Linked DNA regions of Bos taurus: region 1 is linked to region 2. The links are chromatin contacts, called in public Hi-C maps. All regions are on one chromosome and are shown on one strand. Each heading gives the region's core, a stretch centred on a gene start, on an enhancer-like site or on the middle of the called end of the contact. The rest is flanking DNA. Distances are from core to core; before and after follow the strand shown. Region 1 has its middle 41 kb from the start of H3-3A. Region 2 holds the start of H3-3A (H3.3 histone A).

Region 1 (2,700 bases), core at 54-2,553, 41 kb before region 2:
CTTCTGCGGTGAATGAAGGGGATTCTGAAAAGCTGACAAGTCTTGGTGCTGTGGGTCTAGAGTTCTCTTCGTTGCCGTGGTTCCCCTTAGCGGGTGATTCTGTGTGTATCGGGGCGGGGGAGACTACTATAGGAAGCATAGCGAGCAGCGATGCATTTGCTACCAAGGGACGCTTTCTTGCAAGATATTTCCAAAAAGGGGACCTCGCTGTGTAGCAGGTTATTTAACTTCTCCGAGCTCCATTTTCTGAAGACTGGAGATAATGATAACCTTGCAGGGCGGTTGCGAGGAGTATCCGAGCTTTATAAGGTCAGTTTCTGCTGCAGCGCCCTCCCACTGTGCGACCGGACCAAGGTCAGAAAGGGCGTCTGGACCTTGTCGGAGCTCTGGCCCTCACCGTCGTCGGTTCCCCGCGAACGCTGGCTGCGGTTTGAGCTGCAGAGACCCAGCTAGCCGACCCTCGCTCGCGGGGATGCGCCCTCCGAGACTGGGTGCTCCCGGCTCCGCCTTTCCTTCCTCCCCGCTCCCTCCGACGTCCCCTCTCCGGTGGCACACTCGGGGTCCGCTTCTCCCCGCAGGAGCCCGGAGCGCGACGCTCCCAAGAGCACCCGCCGCCGTCGTGCCCGCGGCCCACGGGGTCCGGGCGGCTCCTGGATGCGGCGCAAGGAACGTGTCTGGGAGACGCGGGCCTCCCCCTCGGCCCCACCGCCTCAGGCCTACAGAGAACACTTGGCCTGGCTCCGCGGCTCCCTCTCCTGCCGCATTGAACTTGGCCCTTCCCCCACGCACCGACACTTAAAAGCCGCTGCCAGGAACTGAAATATTAATAGGTACAAACTTCCTGGAAAGATTTTCTGCTCCAAGATAGATGACCCCCGCCTTCTTCCACCAAAATAAATAAATGAAGGGCAGCTCTGGGGCAGGCGTCCGGGGAGCCTGCGGCCCGGGAGCCGCTCGCGGGCGATCCTCCCCCGCCCCGCGTTGGGCTGGGGCCGCGGCAGCGCGGGCGCCCGGGAAAGGCTCTCCTTTGTACGCACGGCCCGCGTGCGCGCCGGCGGCGCGGACGTACCGGCGGCGGGAGAGGGGGCCTCCGGGCGCGCGCCCGCACCGAGTGGCCCCGGGCACCGGAGGTCGCCCGCCGGGCTCGGAGCGGTGGCTCGGGCTTGCACTGTCCCGGCGGGACGGAAGACGGGGAGGGTTTGACCGCCGCGATGCGTCCTCAGCTGCCCTCCCGGGCTTCACGGCCCACAGCCCGCCTCCAGCTCCTTTCCCCCGAGCGCGGGTCCCGCGGGGTTGGAGCGGGGAGGTGCCCACGGGCAGCCACGTGACCCGCGCGTTTTCCGAGCCCTCAGCTCCTCCCCCCGGGACAAAGCCCGGCCCGCCTTCCGTGCTCCTCCGCGGGGGCAGCTGTCATTTAGGATCCTCCGCACAAATCCCCTGCTTGCGTTTAAAGACACGTTTTGCTTTTTCAGAGTTCTTCGACATTCGGATCTCCCGGGCTTCCCTGGGCCGGGAGGCGGTTGTAGCGGAGGAAGCCAACCCGCCTCTGCCTTTCTGCCAGCCTCTCGGAAGCAGGTCACAGCCCCGCCGCTCTCCCAAGACTGAGCTGCCTGCTCCCGCTCCCATCTTGCGGATAGCAAGATTCCAGTGCAGGGAGGTTTCCGTGACCGCCCCTGACCCCGTCCCAACCCGGGGAGCGGTCTGGGCCCCCTGCCAGTTTCAGCTTCAGGCTTCTCAAGGCAGCAACTGCCCCTGGATTTGCTCCAGTTTTTCTGTCTTCCTGGAAGTCACTCACTCAAAATTTTTCTTGAGCGCCTGATAGGTTCCAGGTACTATTCTAGGCACCCAGTTGAGAGCAGCAAAAACAAACACATACAAAAGTCCCTCCTGGAGCTATATTATAATGGAAGAGACAGAACAGCATAAGTGAAATACATAGCGTGCCAGTAATTGAGGCAAAAGGCAAAAAATGCAGGGAAAGAGGGTGTGAAATGTACATGGAGGGAAATAGCGAGATTTCAGTTTGCCTACAGTGTTCCAGGAGCAGCCAGGAGGCCAGTGTGGCTGAAGCAGGGTGGCGGAGGAGAAGCTGGGGCTGAAGGGGTCAGCTGCGGAGGGGTGGGGTCGGGTGGAGGGCAGGGGAGATTAGATGAGGGAAGGCCTTGTGGGGCCATTGTAAGGACTTGGGCTTCTCTCCTGGGTGAGTTGGGAGCCCTGCAGGGTTCTGAGCAGAAGAAGGGCGCATTCTGATTTCTTTTAAAAGCAGCATTCTGAATGAGGACAGACTGCCGGAGGCAGGGTCAGAAGCCAGGAGGCCCTTTAGTAATCTAGGAGCCATGAGGGACATGTCCAACGGTGTTGGGAGCTAAAAATGACCGGAAATGGAATTTTGGAAATACTTTAATGGGAAAACTGACAAGATTTATTGCCAGGCCAGATACGAGGTAAGAGAGAGATAAAGAAAGGACAAGGAGAGTACCAAGGCTTTGTCTTGAGCAACAGGAAGAAAGAGTGGCCATTAACCAAGATGGAGAAAACTGGCCCTGCTCGTTCGGTGGGTGGGAGTGGGCCTCTTTGGGGTGCAGTTTGAACAGATGAGGTTTGGAGGTGTGCATGAGACATCCAAGGGCAGAGCTGAGTAGACACTGGTTAGACAGGTCTGCAGGGCCAGAGGAAATGTATAGGCTGGAGATAAACACG
Region 2 (2,700 bases), core at 102-2,601:
CAACAGCCTTCGCTTCCATTTCTTTAAATAAACTGGAAATTAGAAATGTCTGTAAACATTCCATCCACGAACAAGTCAAAAGAACTAAGCCACACACCACAGAAAGGTCGAGTCAAATTACAGCAAAAAAGGTTTTAGTCACCCCCCCCCGCCGCCCCCCCTTTACGTCTGGCAGTTGATAGATTGCTGTAAATATCTGAAAACATTCCTGGTTTTGCATCTCTACAGTTCTGTTGACAAAAAGGCGTCTCAAAAAACAAGGGGAACAACAGCTACCAACAGCGAGCATTCTACAAAGCACCGCCCTCGAGTCCAGTCCTCAGAGGATTCGCAATGAAATAATAAAAAAAAAATTGCCCCGCACCCAGGCTTTAATTAACGCACTAGACTGGCCGACTGGTCCACCTCAAGCACCGCATAAACTTTTGGTTTCGCCTCCTCCGGCCCCTCAACACAGGGTCCCCCAGCCTGCCCGCCTCGCTCCTAGCGTCTCGCGCAGGCACAAACTCGGCTCCCAGACCAGAACAAAATGGAAACAATCGCAAAACGTATCCGATTCCTTTCCAAAGAGACAAAACACCAAATCGCTCGAAAATACTCCATCCCCTGCCACGTGCCGCCCTCCAAAATGCAAAAGTTTTTTTTGCATTTCAAATGCATCAAGTTTCCGCTTCTCTAAAAAGGAGAAAAAAATGTTTCTCTTTAAAATTTTTTCCTCCTTTTTTGAAATGGGGAAGAGAGAAACGGGGGAAAAAATATGGTCGGTGACCAGAGAAGAGAGACAAGATGGTGAAGCTTAGCAACAACTGTGGGGAGGCAGCAAAAAGCGAGTTACCCCAGGGTGGGAAGCAGCGGCGATTTCCACCCTTTTCCCGCCCGAAAACTGGGGTCCGGGGTCCGGGGTCGGTAGTTAAGAGGCCCGCGCGGGTCGTGGTGAAGGTCTGGGGTCCCGGGAAGGGGCGGCGGGCGGGATTTCACCGAAGAAAAAGGAGCTAGGGGCGCGGGGAGGGAGAGCAGGCTCGGCGACGCGGCGGTTGCTGCTGTTGGGCTGAGGCGACGAGAGACTGGGGAGCCGCCGGAGCCGCCGCTGCCTGAGGGGAGAGGAAAACTCGCTCCTCACCTCCATTTCTGGGCCAAAAAGTTTTGGGGCCAAGCCGGAGGGACCCTGGGTCCCCTCCCGGCACCGCCGGGGCCCGGCCCGGGGCTGACGGCAAGCGGGGCTCGGTTCCGGGGAAGCGGGCAGACGGGGAAACTTACCCCCCTTCTCCTTCGGCTGGAGCTCGGCGAGCTAGAGGCGGCGCTGGCGTTGGAGAGCGACGGCGGCGCGGCGGCGGCTGCGAACACAATTGAAAGATGGCTGACACCGAGGCTATCCCCCAACACAAGCCGCCCCGCCCCCGCGCCGCGCGCCAACCAATCACACACAATGGAGGGAAGGCTCGGCCCCGCCCCCGCCCCCTCGCTCGCGCCCCGCCTCCCCCCTCCCCCCGCGCGCCCGTTCGCTGGCGCGCGCTCGCCCCTCCCCCGCGCGCCGCCCGCTCCCTCCTCCCGGCTGCCTCGCGCAGTGTGTGTACAAACACAAAAGACACGCTGAAGGGCCGCCGGCTCCCGCCGAGACGGCCGCCCGCCCACCCCCGTTTTAACTCCAGCTCCCCGGCCCCGCACTCCCACCCAGCTCCGTGCGCACACGTCATGGAACTCAGGAAGCTCGGGTTTGGGGCGCCGAGGGGGAAGTTGGGGGGAGGGGCGGGCGGGAGGAGGCGCGGCGGGTGAACGCCCGGCCTGCGGGCGTCTCGGGCAGCGGCGGGGAGGGTGAGGGAGGGGGCGCCCCGCTCCGGCGCGCGTCCCCGAGGCGCCCCGGACGGCGGGGGGCGGGGAGGAGGACACCGCCGGCCCAGTCTCCGAGCCCCAGTTGCAAACACTACCCGACAGGAAGCTTGCAAATAGAAACCTTGCACCCCGCGCCTACATTCGGTTGGGGCTGCTCTAGCACTGGCAGGGCTGCCGGCGGCCGTTTCCCTCCTTTCGCTACGGGCCAGGTGCGGCCGGGCAGCCCGCAGACAACTTTATTCACTCAAGACACCGGCTCGGGCCGTGGCGGTCTCGCGGTGCAGGTTGCGGGCTGCAGGCGGTCCGCGAGAACTCTGCCACCTGGGACGCCTGGCTCCTCGCAGGTGGCATCTCCAGGCCGACGGAGACGGCCAGGGACGGGGCTCGCCTTCTTCCTGGGTCGGGATGCCTGATGCAAGATGGCTGTATTTTGTAAGCTTCTAAAACAATATATGGAATACACAGCTAACTGCCCGAGGGCCTGAATACCAGCCTTGGCAGCTGTTCTACCAGCCAGTTCGGCTTTTTAACCATTTCAGTTTTAGGTAGAATTGCCAAATGCCGTATAGTCAAATGTCAGCAGCTTCTGAATAGTTGGATGCGGCGGTAAGTGGCATAAGTAAGGAAAACGTCTTTGGGGATCATCACATTTATCCATTTTCCAATTCTCAGTAGCATAGGAAACAGATTTCAGGTTCAAGTTACCCACGTTGTCATTTCATTGGCCTTAGAATATATGCACCGTCCCTAGATGGCTTTGACAACACTTGAAACTACGTGCTAAGGTTTTCAATAGAAGTGTCGTGCAGACATCCCATAGGATAGTGAAGGAGATAAATTTCATAGATGGAGAGCATAACTACTATTGAT

The links. A called contact is a pair of places that touch in the nucleus more often than the background predicts.
Region 1: a contact with region 2 is called in a Hi-C map of skeletal muscle, with 5 times the contacts expected there. The contact joins the enhancer-like site here to the promoter of H3-3A in region 2. A contact is called at or near these places in 3 of 11 Hi-C or Micro-C datasets (liver, skeletal muscle and an unstated tissue).

Annotation. Positions count from the first base shown.
Region 1 is chr16:29,119,659-29,122,358 of ARS-UCD2.0, reverse strand. No RefSeq gene overlaps it. Among named protein-coding and RNA genes, the nearest start is that of H3-3A, 41 kb to the right of the region's middle. Within about 2 kb of position 1,303, at least 96 of the 102 cell types and tissues checked have an H3K27ac peak or open chromatin away from gene starts, as enhancers often do. A contact at or near this core is called in liver and skeletal muscle, where this site is marked.
Region 2 is chr16:29,078,314-29,081,013 of ARS-UCD2.0, reverse strand. It overlaps H3-3A (H3.3 histone A), which reads right to left and starts at 1,351. Exons shown (of 4, transcript NM_001014389.2): 1 at 1,258-1,351.